Regions from separate parts of the Zea mays genome. Here region 2 is linked to region 1. Evidence: chromatin contacts called from public Hi-C data. All regions are on one chromosome and are shown on one strand. Each heading gives the region's core, a stretch centred on a gene start, on an enhancer-like site or on the middle of the called end of the contact. The rest is flanking DNA. Distances are from core to core; before and after follow the strand shown.

Region 1 (7,910 bases), core at 2,148-4,647:
TAGCTCGATGGTTCGCGCTAGATGCATGAGAGACAGTGGACAATTTTGTACAGGTTCGGACCGCTTTGAGATGCGTAATACCCTACATCCTGGCGTAAATACTTTGTGTGGTGGGTTACAAGGAGGTTCTCTAGTATCGAGGATGTTAGAGAACTGAGCGGATGGCTAAGTAATGAGATATATTTTGAGGGGATGCCCCCTAGGCCTTATATACTTGATCGTGGGGCATTACATGTGGATATGATAACAGCGTGGACCTAAGTAATAGTGAACCGACTGAGCTTATCTTCCTATAACTCTGCCGACCTATCTCCGTTCAGTTCCGATGTATGAGGACACTACGCGGGAAGGTCGGGTCACTGTTGCGGTTGCCCAAATTCATCGGGCCGTCTAGTCTTGCGTTGATCCAATCTTGTGTCACTCCACTCCACTGGGCGTCCCTCCCTAGGCCCACGAAGGACTGACCTCGCGAATTATTGGGCCCAAGGCCTTTCGTGAGGTTTTTTAGCCTTCCAGTGGATCCGGGGGATATCTGTCACCCACAAAATCGGTCTCGTAGTAGACCACTTTTTTCATCTTCTTTTTCTTGTCGCCGCTCCGATGCGACTTGGCATGTGAAGGGGATCCCTTCATTTTGTTGTCGGACTCCCCCGATGGAGCCTTCCCATGGCTTGTAGACTTATCACCGCCGGTCACGATCTCCTTCTTGGCGTGATCTCCCGACATCACTTCGAGTGGTTAAAACTCTAATGAAGATCGGCTTTGATACCAATTGAAAGTCGCCTAGAGGGGGTGGATAGGCGGAAACTGAAATTACAAACTTTAAGCACAACTACAGGCCGGGGTTAGCGTTAGAAATAAAACTGAGTCCGAAAGAGAGGGCGAAAACAAATCAACCAAGAAATGAAGCGAGTGACACTGTGATTTGTTTTACCGAGGTTTGGTTCTTGCAAACCTAGTCCCCGTTGAAGTGGTCACAAAGACCGAGTCTCTTTCAACCCTTTCCCTCTCTCAAACGGTCACCTAGACCGAGTGAGCTTTCTCCTTAATCAAACATGTCACTTAGACCCCTCACAAGGACCACCACAACTTGGTGTCTCTTGCTTTGATTACAAGTGCTTGAAGAACAATAATGTGGAAGAAGAAAGCACGATTGCAAAAGCCAAGCGACAAGAGCGATAAATAACACACGGATCACTCTCTCTCTCAAGTCACTAATCACTAATGATCACTTGTCTTAATTGTGGAACTTGGAGAGATTGGAGGCTTTGATTGTGTCTTGGAATGGATTGCTTGCTCTTGTATTGAATGTGAGAGATTGGAGTGCTTGGGTGTAGTGAATGGAGGTGGTTAGGGTTGTATTTATAGCCCTCAACCACTTCCTAGCCGTTGCTCATTTTCTGCCGACCGCGGACGGTCCGCGCTCCTGGTCCGGACGGTCTGCCCCTGCACATCAACGGCTGAAATCGCAACGGTCAACAGTAACGGTTATATCAACGGCTATATAACATTTAATGCGTCGTCAGATGTCAGATAAAGGTAGTTGCATACGGTCTGGTCGTGCACCCCGGATGGTCCGCGAGGACACTATAATTCATTTTACCGAACCCGTCACCTTCGGGTTTTTCGGTTCTTTACCGACCGGACGGTCCGCGCTTGGTCTCGGACGGTGCTTGCTTTTCCATCAGATGGTCCGTAGTGTAGACTTGTGTTTTTGCATTGGTTATGTCCGAGGGTCATCCTGGTGTCGCGGACGGTCCGCCGCAAGGGCCCGGACGATCCACCGCAAGGGCCCGGACGATCCACGCTTAGTCTGTTTTTCTAAAAAGCTTTTCCTGTCTGGAATAATTTACGGTATTCCGGACAGTCGATTTAGAATAGTTATAGATGAACTTATGCACTTGTGGAATGATCAACTAGATAAACTGGTTAGTCCACAAGGTTTGTGATGGTCGTCAAACACCAAAATCGATTATATGAAATGTTGAGACTATTTCCCTTTTAGGCGACAACGACCGGTTTCTCTCTCTCAGTTTTGTTTCTTTGGTCGACGAGCTCCCTGGTGGGCGCGAGCTAGGCAGTTAGGGGAGGGAACGCATGGGCAGGCATATATGCGTAGGGATGAGGGTCTGTAACACCCTGTCCAATCCCTGGACCGACGGTACTTACTCCTGGCAGCTCTCTAGGATCATATATTGTCCCCACAGACCAACACGAGTCTTTTGTGCGCACTTTGTCCTCACTCATGCGCACCCGAGAAAACTTCCCGGTCGGTCACCCATCCCAAATTGCTCCAAGCCAAGCACGCTTAACTTGGAGGTTCTTTCGAGATAGGCTTCCGAAAAAGAAGATGCACCTTATTGGTATGATTACACTATTAATTCTATTAAGCCTTGGGCCAGGACATCCCATCCCAAGGGCCAGGATATCACAGGGTCCTCCCGAGCGGAGTCCGCACGAACGACGAGTTCCACGGCGGCTTCGCTAGCCATGCACGCGACCGGTGAGTGAGCCACAGCGGAAGAAGCGGACTCGGTACAACAAGCTGAGAGGACGACTGACCTGACCCGTGGGACCCACGCGGCAGCGGAAGCGCGCCCGTTTATGCACGCGCAAGCTGCGGAGGAGAGCGTCCCCATGGGACGGCCCCACCCGCAGTGGCACAAGGCGACTGGTGAGTGAATGCCAAGTGGGCCAGGGAGTTGGTAGGGGTTTTGGGCCTGGAGCGCGGCGGGTGAAAATGGAGGAGTGGGGGAGAAGCAGTGGACCGGTTGCAGGGGACCGGGCCAAAAGTGATGTAGCCGGCCCAGCAGGAGAAAAAAATTGTTTTCTTTTTCTTTTGTTCATTTCTCTTTCTCATTTTTTAATTTTTAAATCCACTTTTAAATTTGGTTTTGGATCTCAAATTCAATTAAATGCACAATCATAAGAACCAGTATGAGATGCCATTATATTTGTATATATATATATATATTTTTATTCATTCATTTATTATTCCACATAAGTAATTGCTTTTGGAATATGTAGCCCACATGTAATTATTTTAAGAAAAATAGTTTATATTGTATGATCTCTTATTAGAAATAAATGTTCTCACATTAATACTTATAAACTTCAATAAAGACTAATTTATATAAGAAGCTTTTTATTGAATTTTTGTTATTAAACTTTTATTTAAGGAGATGTGACTTCAAATGTTATGGGAAAAGAAAGAAAAAAAATATTCTAACAATATCTTTGAAATTTTTTACTATATTATAAAAATGAGATTTAGGGTGTTACACTTAAGCTATCTTTATCTATATTTAAACTATACTCTATAAATAATCTAGCCTATATAAAAATGTTTTAGTTGACTAGAACTACATATACGGTTATGTTCTTGTACTCACACACGTGGCAGCAAGGACTCGTCCACGGAGGCCGAGCAGCAGAGGCACACGAATCGCCGTTGCCTCCGCCGTCCGCCTCCTTCTCCAAGCAAACGGAACTGAAAAGAAAAGGTCCCGCCCCGGCGGCGGCACCCGACTCTCCATCCACCGCTCGCCTCCCCTTGCCCCTCCTCTCGTCTACTCGTCACCCTACGCTCGGCTCCATCCTCCCCGCCTCCCCACGTGTCCTCCCGCTACATGGGAGCGCGGGCTCCCTAGGGTGCCTCGACCACCGCCGCCGCCATGTTCGAGGGGGTGGTAAGCCAGGTGCTCTATGGCCTCCTCCGCCGCTACGTCAAGGGCATCCAGAAGGAGCAGCTTAAGATCGGCATCTGGAAGGGTCAGTCTTCGATTCCCTCCCCCCTCCTCTCTAGCGCCGCTTTTGCCCAATCGCGCGCGAACTGGCGGCGGTCTCAACTCTGCCGCGCTGTAATTCGTGCTTGTCCACCTGTTACCGCAGCATTAGTTTTCGAATTCTGTGGCTGCGTGCGTTGATGCGCTCTTTTGGGCTTTTTCATCAGTGTAGCACTCCTGCCTGATAACTGTAGCTTCTTGGTTTTATGTGTCAGTTTGCGCATTGTTAAGTGTCACAGTTATATTGGCTCCCCGTTACTACTGGATGTTATGCTTTGAGTTGCTAAGTAATTTTTCGTAGCATTAGTACTCATGTGGTGTGTACCCTGCAGTGTATCTGATTGTGACTATGTTTCTGGTGCCCCCTTGTCTGCAGAAGAAATACTGCTTGAAAATGTAGAGCTGATTCTGGAAGCCTTTGACTACCTGCAGCTGCCATTCGCGCTGAAAAATGGTATGGATTTTTTAATCCAACTGCACTGATTTATATCTCTGTTAACCATTGCATGGTTGTAAACTTTTACTTCTGTTCCACTGCTTTACAGGACGAATTGGGAAGCTAAGCATCCGGATTCCTTGGAAAAAGCTAGGATGGGACCCTATCATTATTGTCATAGAAGATGTCTATGTTTGCGCATGCCCAAGGGAGGACTCTGAGGCATGTCACCGAATTTGGTCATAGTACAGTGCTCAGTTCACTTTGTCAAAACAAGTATATATATGTTTCCACCCTTATGACCAAATACATTCTTTGGTTCTTTATCAGTGGAGCTCAGATTCTCTGGACAAGAGGGAACTAGCTGGAAAGTTGGCTAAACTTAATGCCATTGAGCTTGCTAAATTTTCTAGAAGAGTTACAGGTGAGACTGCACCCACATGTTCCTTACAGACTTTTGAATTTATTGAATAGTGATAGGGGGGTTAGGACTGGGAAATGTCAGTGGGGTAGTTCTAACCGGCAACTGAATAAACATGGAGGGTTAGGATTAACCTTTCCTTTGTATCTTAACTCTTGAGCCATCCCTCTAGCCTCAATCTAAGTACCCTTTTGTTGCTCACTTTTTCTTTATAATTTTGCTTCACTGTTAGCTCAATAACTTGTGTCTTCTAGTGGTGACTTCAGGTTTCGTGTTGTCACCATTTCTTTTATTTATTTTGTTTTACCACGTGCCTTTTCTATTCTAATGAATACAAAGCGTCACTGAACTGGTAGCTTAGATAAAGCCTCACAAGTTTTCACGTAATATATACTAAGTATATGTGTAAGATGTGTTTATATAAAAGAAGATTTGCAAATTTCCCATGATAAACTCCATGCGGATCACATGCTAACATGTTTCTGTTAGAGTATAAGTGAATTGCCCCATCTATTTCCATTAGCTTAAGCTTTTGGGTTGAACTAGTTGGTGCATGCAACTTAATATGATATCAAAGCCAGAGTTCTCGAGTTTGAATCTTGATTGGCGCAATTAAATAAAATAATTGTTGCTTGATCCTATTCCACGTTTAAGGCATGAGAGAGCCTCGACGTGAGGAGTGTTAGAATATAAGTGAATTGCTCACCTCTCTCTCCATTAGCTTAAGCTTTTGAGTTGAATTGATTGGCGCATGCAACTTAATATGCTATCAAAGTTAGAGGTCTCAAGTTTTCGAATCCTGGTTAGCACAACTAAATAAAATAAGTGTTGCTCTCTCCTATTCCACGTCTGAGGCCTGAGAGAGCCTCAACGTGAGGGGGAGTGTTACAGTACAAGTGAATTGTACACCTCTTCTCATCAGTTTAAGCTTTTTGGTTGAACTGGTTAGTACATGCAACTTAATATTTTTTGTACCTGAATTTATTATAATGTAACGTAATTGCCAAGTCTCATCACATGTGTGTTCAGAAGAGCTATGCAGTATACACTATTCATGGCCTTCCCTATTCTTTTGACTTCTAGATAATCAAACGGGACAATCATTTTTGTCCTACATATCAGCAAAGGTAACAAACTTGCATTATTTAGTTTAAACATCAGTATTTTTGAAGATTGTGCGTTGTGATGAAACATGTTTTATCGCTTTGTTTGATTTATGATGGCAGATACTGGATAGTATCCAAGTTTCTATGCGAAATGTTCATATTGTATACATGGATACCCACAACGGTCAAGTATATCTCTTTTTTATTTTCCAATTTCTGCTATTTATTGTCTGTGTAATTTCTTTCTGTTATTCAGTTCTGTGCATGGTTTTATTTCAGTTGTCGTCCAAGTTTGGTTTTATTATTTCCTTGATATCTCAACCTTTTCTCTAAAAAGGTTACCATGAAGGTGGTCAAAAGTTTTTCAAGCTCATTTTTCATTGATGTCACAATGACTGGAATTTAATTTGTATTACCTTAGCCTATTAGAGGTTCTGTTGATTTTCTTTTTCATGCACCCCTCTCACGTCATTGTAGATCTAGTACATCCAAATCTGTATATCTCTGAAATTATAGGTTGCTTGAAATAAAAAAATACAAACAAACATCTTTTCTCTCTCTAATATGCTGGAGAGCTGTGTATCATTGTATTAAAAGGAGAGGAAAAGGCTTAGGGCCCAAAACATACAAGGAAACGAGATACACACACACAGGACAAACACAAACACCACAAACATCTTCGGTAACCTAATTTAGTACACTTCACATCTATTTTCTACGTCTAACATTCTGACCTTGAGTGTTATCCTTTTTTTGTATTTTTATTCCGCCGACTAGTCTTACTTATGCCTATTCTTGGTGAAATGTCAATAGGGGAACTTTGTATTTGGTTTGGAATTCACAAGTCTCTCAATACAAACAGATACCCAGAAGCAAAGTTTTACAATGTGAGTTCATCCAATCATTCCATTTCTTTTGTTCTAGAAGCTTTAGTGAAGCAATATATTGATAATAAAGACTTATACTGTTCTAGATAAAAAGCCATTCTTCTTTGTATACAACTTATTTGTCATCATTTGTCACTAAAGATTAGGATTTGAAGGACATGTTTTACTTAGAAAAAATTTGGAATAGAAAAGTGCACCCGTGGTCCTTACACTTGTTTAGCGTTGTCCTATGTGCTCTTAAAATACACATATTGGCCCATAAACCTGTTAAGTGTATCACTTGAGATCCAAATCACATCAATCAACAAGTAATAACATATGTGGCACTCATGCATGGAGCCTGAGATGTTCCATGGTCACTACATGTTAATGGTTGTTGTTGTTAGAATAGAATGTGCTTGTATATCAGCCATAGCCACATCAGATTAGGGGTCCACATGGTTGTTCTATAATAGAGGAAGACCTTAACTAACTCTGATTAAATATAGGATAGTGTCGTAGTAAAGACATCAGGGTACCAAAGCTATTTGAGGAAGGGTTGCTAGGGGAGTGGCGAGTGAGCCCTGACACCATAGAGTATGACTACCAGGTTGTTACTAACCCTAGAATTGACGTCACATTACCCAGTCCCTAAGGACTATTATATATATATATATATATATATATATATATATATATATATATATATATATATATATATATATATATATATATATATATATATATAGGCAGTGGGCCTGGGCCTAATGGGCCTTAACACCCCTCCTCAAACTCAAGGTGGAAATGGAGGATCTGAAGCTTTGAGTTTGATCAAGTGAAACTGATGTTGTGCTCTTGTTTGTGCTTTGGTGAAGAAATCTGCCAACTGAGATTCTGAGGGCACATATTGAAGATCAATAGTCTTCTGCTGACAATGAGATCGAGTAAAAGATGCATCGACACCAATATGTTTAGTAAGTTCATGCTTCACTGGATCATGAGAAATCTGTATAGCACTCATATTATCACATAACAAAGGTGTAGGAGTGTCACAAGAGACACCAAGATCATTCAAGAGCTAGCGCAACCAAATAATTTCAGCAGTGGTAGTAGCAAGAGCCCGGAGCTCGGCTTCAGCACTAGAACGAGATATGGCCGCTTGCTTCTTGGATTTCCAGGCAATGGTTGAGGATCCAAGAAGAATACAGTAACCTGTAGTAGAAGAACGGTCAACAGGATCAATTGCCCAAGTGGCATCGGAATATGCATGAAGCTGAAGTGGGCTATCAGAGGCAT
Region 2 (7,910 bases), core at 3,407-5,906, 150 kb before region 1:
CCGACCACCCACGCTCCTCCTCCTCCTCCTCCTCCTCCTCCACGGTTTCAAAAAATGGTGGCGGTGGCGGTACGGAACTTGCCCTTGCCCTCGCCCTCGAACCGAGACGGGCGACCCCCAGCCCGACGCTCGCGGCTCTGCGGGTGACGAGGGAGGGGAGAGGGGGCAGGAGCCGGCGGAACTGCGGAGGTCTGGGAAGGTGGAGGACGGCGTTGCAATGATAGGCGGACGTAGTGGCGGTGGCCATGGTGACGGTGGAAAGGTGGATAGAGAAAGAGAGGAGGAGAGGGGTTTGGGGCGAGAGGGAGACGGCGCGGCGGGATGGGCTGTGCGACCCAGGAACGGTTGGATGCGGAGCCACGTGTGCATCCTGCCCAGTAGATGAACCGACGAATATTTTTAGTTTTCTAGAGCAAACAATTAAATTTGACTAAAATTATAGTATAGAAAAATCTAGTAGTATTCACTTAATATCATAAATATTATTATTATTATATTTTTTTTGAATTTTCATATTTTTTTTACTATGTAAGAAAGTTAAAATAACTTATAGTTCAAATTATGATTTAGGACAGAGAAAGTATAGATTTACATTGCGAGACCAACACAGAACCAAGTGAAGTCAACTTAAAGTTCTGTTATTAAAAAGAAAAACGACAATTCATCAGTACTTTGAAAGGGGGAAGAGGCGAATCCTCAAAAACAACTACGGAGTAGACACTTCCAGCACACAAAAAAACGAAAAATATCCGATACACATGACATAGCTATCAGTATTCTCGCCGTATTTCAAACAGACTGAAGTTCCAAGGATATCAGTAGTCTAGTATCTGTATTGCAACTATTATATACTGTGTACCACCATGGTCGTGATCTACTATATCCCAAGTGTATGGTTCTTCACAGCCTCACAGGACAATGGGCATTGACCCTGTCGTCACTCTGGTACAAACCCAAATGGCCGGAAGAGGACTGCCGGCACGAAATCAAGCAGAGTACGGCTCCGGGCAGCTCCAGCGACGGCGGCGGCGGCGGCGAGCTGGGCCTGAGTGGTCATCTCCTGTGCGACTTGGAGGCTACGTCTTAGCTTTTCGTTCTCGTCCGTGAGCTGCAACGCCTATCAGATTTAGAACATTATCGTGTCCCGGCAGGCAGATGGACACAAGGGAGGTTTGGACGTTTTTGCGCTACCTCTTCCACAGTTTCTTTGAGCTCCTCGACGGCTTGCATCAGCAACGAGATCTCCTCGCTTGCAGTGTCCCGGAACACCGAGTCGATGTCCACGACGGAACTGGCATCGAAGATGATGCCTTCCTGCACGAACAGTTCTTCTAACAAATCCACATCCTCCTCCTTCAGGCTCAACCTTAGCTGAACACAAGTTTGGTTCAGAGTAAGATGCTGGCAACGAGAAATGAAGGCTAAAATATAACCGATCACCTCGGGTTCATTGCTACAGACCTTGCTCAGTATCCTGTCCCGCAGATCATCTTGATCATGAGTCTCGACGGCGGGCTTCTTGGTGTTATCCACTGACTCAGGAATCAATTTCGGAGGAGCCTTTATGAGCTTTGTCCTGAAAGGGTGTTTACCATAGAGAGCAATGAATTACAACAATGCGGTACAGGTGTGAAACTGGTTGACTGGCATGCCTGGTTCCAAAGCGAAGCGTGGACAGACTCTCTGCTGCATTCGATGGGCTCGGAGAACAGCAACACAGCAATGCCGCTCTTGAGTTGCCACCCTGCAGGCAACAAGTAGCGTTTAGACAAAGCCGCATGATATTGTTCATCCTTAGGGCTTGTTTAGGAAAGCAAGAATATCGGAGGGAATTGGGGGTGCTAAAATCTCCCTGTTATTCAAAATTGAATATAAGAGAATTTTAGCTACTCTAACCCCCTCCAGTATCTTCGCTCCAAAAACAAGCTCTGCCTCTCTTGGGGGGGGGGGGGGGGGGGGGGCGTGCTAGAGAAACTTTTGACTAACCAACGAATCTTGAAGAATGCGCGTAAGTTTTGAGTCACGGAAAGGCACATGATTCTGTTTACCTGCAGGTTGAAGAATATGACAGGCTAAGCTAATCACAAACACATGGCAGGCTAACTTTTTATTGAGTTAACTCCTTCCAAAAAAGGATCCTTTTCTCCTCACCAGTCGTTAAGGCATTGATGACATTTCCTAGAGCTGAGAGGGATTTGTTGATTGTCTTTGCCTCATCAAGAACCCGTCCTTCAGCACCAGTTTTCTCAACTTTCTCAGAACCAGCCAAGTCAACAAGTATAATCTTCCCTGTTGTTACCCTGTAAGGGTAAGTAATTATGAAGAGCAGATAGTAGCATTTTTTTTCATAATTGCATTAACATAAGTCTAGGAAACTATGTTTGCTTCGTAATACTGGAGCCAACCATCTGAGAAAAGATAAATCTAGCATTTGGACAGTATATCAACCTCCAACAAGAAAGAACCATTGCATATTTAGCAAGAATCGAGACTAGCTTAATACAACAATGACTTGTAACTCTGATAAATGCACATAGAAACATGTAACTCTGATGTTTGGCCTACCTCTCATCTGAAGTGCATCCATATTGTACTGAGAAAATGTATAAGCAGTGACTTCTACTGCTAGCCAGGTTCATTTCTGTTTACATTAAAGATGGCATACCATATCAAATTTAGAATAACTGATTCAGGACTCCAGATTTACAAACAGAGGATACGTGTTTCCCCAACAGCTCTGTTGGCAATTCCTTGCTGTAATTTAAACAAGACAACAAAACTAAATTAGTATCTGCTTATAGAAAGGCACTCCAAGTAAAGCTCAAGAAGACTTACAGAAAGGTTCTCCAAGGCATCTGAACTGTTGAGGATAGATATCTGCAGGGGTAATTGAACAGATACCAGATATCAAAGTGAAAGCATGGAGGTCCTGATGCCAAGTACTTCTTTCTGAATATCACAGAAAATTAGAATGGAAGGAAGGTGACATGTTCTTCACTCTGACCTCTGTTGCTCCAGAAATGTAAATTCCTTGGGTTTTACTTTCCTTGATCTGCAGGTTGTCTTTGGACAAGTCAAGAAGGTCCCTGAGATATGAACAGATAAAAGTTGATCCTCTCCATAGAAGCACTTTAAAAAAAATCAGACAGGAAGTATGAGAAATTCTCTATCAAATACTAACCTCACCTTTTCCAAATATATCTCCACCTGAGACATGGTAAATAACTTATTTTACTATTCAGCTTCAGCAAACCCTAACAACTAAGGAGGGAGAAACTAGCAATGTGGATTCTGAATCAGCATGAGGCTGGTATGTTACCATTGACAACTTCACAGTCCACGTGCTTGCTGATGATCCTAAACATATAAAAAGCTCATCCACAACTCGCTGTACTAGTCCAGTTTTCTGTTCATTGCAATGCAATATGCTTGGGCCCTATATTACATTCAAAAATACATAAATGTGTAAGGTCGAGACTGAAGAGACACCATCAATAATTATCCCATAAATTAAAGCTCGAGGATATTTAATTTACCTCCATGCTGTACGTCTTTCCTGCCCCGGTCTAGACACAAGCAAATTCGAAATAAATATCAGTATGGTTAAAAGTTGATCGCTAAGACATTGATCATAGCTGCACTGCAAACTATGACTGTCTACAGTAAACTGGAAACTTGCAATGCGATGGCCATTGCTTTGAGAGAGAGAAACAAAGTGTATACACATATACATCCTGTGCAGTAAAACAAGTGTACAACTGTCTCAACTGGTCAATCAGGGTCCAGAGTGTATGTGTATGAAGCAATAGATACCTGACCGTAAGTAATTATAGTCCCATTTATTCCATTGATGGCATCTGTTTCCATGATATGAAAAACGGCTATTAGGTAATTTAGTCGTGATAAGAGTGTAGTGATAAGAAACAGCTTTGACTATCTCGAAGAACAGATCTAGAAGGAAATAGGGGGGAAAAATGTAACCTGAAACAATGGGGACTGCAAGGAAGTTGTAGACGTCAGACTGTTGGGCATCTTCATAGAACACCTTGTCGAAACTGAATACGACATCCTCTTCCCTCTCATCCTAATCCAAGAGTTTAACAACACATTAGAAGCAGAAGAATTGAAATGGGACACCAACAAGGCCACAGGGAAAAGGATGATGAATGCAGCTAACGCAGAACAAACAGAGAGCGTGTGTTTTTGATCCTCCATTCACTAGTTCCTGACTCCGCTCGTGCTCACAGTCCCTATTCCCTACTCCCTACATCATGATTGTGCAGGGCGATGCTTAAGCAGGTTAATGTTCAGAACGGCGGTAACTGTATAACCGTCAACCAATTCAGTATAATCGATCTAGAAAGTTGCGGTGTATAATACAGGAACAGAGCAGTGAATCCCACCAGCTGCGGAAGAATGAATCCCGCCAGAAACAGCGCGTGAACAGAACATCCGCCGTATGCATTTATCTAAGAACAGGAACAGCAAAGCCTAAAGGAAGCAGTAGACTGGAGAGGGTCCAGTCCACGGTCCAGACCTTGAGAACAAAAGACTCCGAGTCCAGCCTCTTGAAGCAGACGTTGTCGCCGTTGGCCTTCCTCTCCTTGTGGCTCAGCGGTCGGAACCGCACGCACACGGTCACGTTGGACATCCTGGCAGTGGAACGCAGTTGTTGTTAGCAACAATGCAAGTTCTGTTCCTTGAAACAAAGCACGCGATCCCAAACGAAAATCCTTGGAACAAGCCGAAGGATTCGGGCGTTCGGTAACTAACTAATGGGCATGGGTACTTGGTAGCACGCATGGTACTCGTGTATAACTAATGGGCATGGGTACTTGGTAGCACGCATGCTACTCGTGTATACACACATTCAGATACGAATTCAAACGGCCGAACGTCTAGGGCTCGGGCGGCCGGTCGGTCTCGCGCGGCGGGAAGGAAGAGAAGCGATGGGAGCATGCCTGGTGGTGGTGCTCGTCGCCGCGAAGCGCCCTGCGGAGACCTCGGTACCCAGCGTAGAGCGGCGGCGGGGCAGCGGTCGCGCAGGTGTCGGCACGAGAGAGGAGAGACGACGCGCGCGCGCACGAGGAGAGAGCGGGAGAAGAAAAGCAAGGGTGAAAACGCACGGCGGGGGGGGGGGCGTCGGTCGAGTCTCGAGTGTGAGACTGTGAGGAGAAAAGGCCTTTGTGGGCCGGCCTGACCAATGCAAGAAGCCCGACAGAGGATGCTTTCAGTTTTGGTTAAAATTGTTGGGGAAGAGAGCAGAAGACTCTATGCTAGTTTAGGACCTACAAAATCCAAAGAGGCTGAATGAGTTAGAATTCTATTCTTATTCGAAATTGTGACTTCCAAACTACTCCTAAGAGCATCTCAAAAACACTCTTTATTTTTTACTCTTTATTTGTCACTTTATAAAGATTAAACTATAAATATAGCATCTCATTCCAACAGACTCTTCAACATGCAAGTTAGCTTGGCTAGTGAGGGAGTCAATTTAGAGAGTCGGATAGCTTGTCAAGTTAAATAACTAGTCTGTTGGAGAGCTATTTTACTATTAAGTAGCTAAAATTTAGCTTGACAAACTATTTAGCTAGTCTCTTGGAGATACTCTAAACAAATAACGTCAAATACTCCGAATCTCAATGTTTCACCGGCAACCTGCCAGCATATGTACCGTGGGATGTTTGGATAGAGCTCTCGGAAGACAACATTGTTGGGATGTTTCCAAAGTTCCCAGTAGTAGAGGAGAATGAAAATGGTCAACGTGGTTGCGGTGATTTGTTCGGGTGGTACAGACGTACAGTAGAGGCGAGGCCCAAAGGCAACTCTCACATCACAGGGCAATAATCAAACGTCCCGGCACGCCCACATGCATGGCTCCAAAACTCTTCAACGAAGGGTCGTTAGGAGATTATTTATGTGATCTGCGCTTTTTAGCTCCTCGGTGGCAAAAGACGATGTTTAGAGCTGGTTTGGTGGACATAAAAAATAGAAGTAAATCTATGGACAAGAAATAGCAACCGGATTCTTACTCCATAGATCATCCTCATTTCTCTGCCCAACAAACCAGCTCACGCTAAAATGAACCAAAAATGCCTCGATTTATGGTCACCTGCTTGAGGTAGGTGCATCATTTTCCTCTCCACTGCTACTGCTAAGATCATGGGAGAAGATAGGAGAAGAAAAAAAAACAATCATCAGCAATCATGTCATGCCCTGGCTCGGCGTGGCCATGTGCCCTTGCGCAAATGCAATGCAATGCAATGCAGTAGCTTGCGCAACGCACGCAAAAAGGAGGGTGACAACCGAATGGCTAGCATTGAAAAATGATCGTGCTGGCAACTCATCATCATTGTACTGAGCTACTGGTCCCTTTCGGTGGGATAGAACACAAAAGCGAGTGCCCTTTATCGTCTTTCCCCCCTTTTTTTCCTTCAGAGAGAGGACAATGTCGCACAACTGCTAGTCTGCTCGTACGACCTTGGTACATGTAGAATGCTAGCCAACTCAGTTAATTAATTGCCCGCCCAAAACAGGTCACTTAATTGTTAGAAATAATAGCAATTTAGAGATGGGTAAATTGATTCGAATAATAATAATAGTATAAGAAACAACCTCTTATTTCGTGTGTGTGTGTGTATATATAGATCACTAGCAGTTCATATACTCATGCTAGTGACAAAATAAATATACGCATAAATATTCTTACAATGAGTTTGTCGGCTCTACAATGGTACAAGATTAGACATAACAGAACGGCGAGGACGTCGTGTCGACGTAGATGAAGCAAACAAACAATGAGCAGTCACGACGACGTTTTCCAAAAAACTAATACGGTCCCTACCTTGTGCACAGACACAAGGGGACATAGACTTTAGAGATCATACTTTTCCCAGCTCCGATGGCACGTTGATGGTGATATAGGAAAGACGAAGGCAGCGCATCATTCTGGTGTGAGGACGAGTGAATCTGTATCAAGGACGACGTCTCGACCTTATTATATACACAAGACGTAGCTAAGACAAGTAAATATTTGCGTAATCACAGCAATAATCAGAATTAATACACCAATAATTGCTTACAAAAGCGGCACAAATTTCTCCATGCATGCACAAATATCATGTGGCAAAAGGATGTCGTGCACCCACAAGATCGGAAGCGAGAAATCGTCGGACCATCCACGAGCATGCCGGCGCGCGCCCAAGCCCATTGCCCCACGAGTGAGCGCACGAGTGTGGGTTTTTTCTTTTTTCTCTCTCCTCAATGACTTTAACCCGGCGGAGACAACTCGACTATTTAAGTTAGCCTCACTCCAGTTGAAGTAGCATAGTAGCACTAAAGTTCCCACCATACTATATATGTGTGAGTGTGCCTTTAGAATTTATAAGAATTATTATTTGGGTGAAGCCTAAATTCTCTAACAATTGCAAGTGACGAGGACAGCACTATTTGTTTATTTGTTTGAGAGGGAATGCGTACACGGTTAACACGAGCACCGGACCAAGCAGTTCAGTTTGTTGGAGACTTGAGTGTTAGCCGCTTTATGCTACCATATATATGGTACCGTATACTTGTTTTTAACGAAACCCCTTCTGTCTAGCATGTTGATTAGTTTACAACGGTACGATGGTGTCGGGGACCATAATTAGGGGTACCCTCAAGGCTCCTAATTCTCAGCTGGTAACCCCCATCAGCACAAAGCTGCAAAGGCCTGATGAGTGCGATTAAGTCAGGGATCGGTCCATTCGAGGGACTCGATCACGTCTCGCCCGAGCCTAGCCTCGGGCAAGGGCAGCCGACCCCGGAGGATCTCCGTCTCGCCCGAGGCCCCCCTCCAGCGACGAACATACTTCCGGCTTGCCCAAGGCCCTGTCTTCGCCAAGAAGCAACCCTGACCAAAATCGCCGCGC

What was found. A called contact is a pair of places that touch in the nucleus more often than the background predicts.
Region 2: a contact with region 1 is called in a Hi-C map of ear, with 2.5 times the contacts expected there. The contact joins the promoter of LOC103628977 here to the promoter of LOC100384121 in region 1. A contact is called at or near these places in 4 of 25 Hi-C or Micro-C datasets (ear, leaf and tassel).

Annotation. Positions count from the first base shown.
Region 1 is chr6:9,975,280-9,983,189 of Zm-B73-REFERENCE-NAM-5.0, reverse strand. LOC100384121 reads left to right here and starts at 3,397. Exons shown (of 48, transcript XM_008649944.4): 1 at 3,397-3,771; 2 at 4,162-4,239; 3 at 4,331-4,443; 4 at 4,552-4,645; 5 at 5,726-5,769; 6 at 5,869-5,937; 7 at 6,562-6,635. The coding sequence starts at 3,675.
Region 2 is chr6:10,125,500-10,133,409 of Zm-B73-REFERENCE-NAM-5.0, reverse strand. It overlaps LOC103628977 (kinesin-like protein KIN-1), which reads right to left and starts at 4,656. Exons shown (of 16, transcript XM_020539756.2): 1 at 4,538-4,656; 2 at 3,982-4,084; 3 at 3,814-3,857; 4 at 3,537-3,566; 5 at 3,320-3,436; 6 at 3,182-3,207; 7 at 3,005-3,086; 8 at 2,836-2,877; 9 at 2,721-2,754; 10 at 2,566-2,641; 11 at 2,152-2,300; 12 at 1,987-2,048; 13 at 1,653-1,744; 14 at 1,462-1,576; 2 more. The coding sequence starts at 4,651. The coding sequence ends at 938. LOC100193009 (RNA-binding (RRM/RBD/RNP motifs) family protein) reads right to left here and starts at 252. Exons shown (of 4, transcript NM_001138177.1): 1 at 1-252. The coding sequence starts at 247.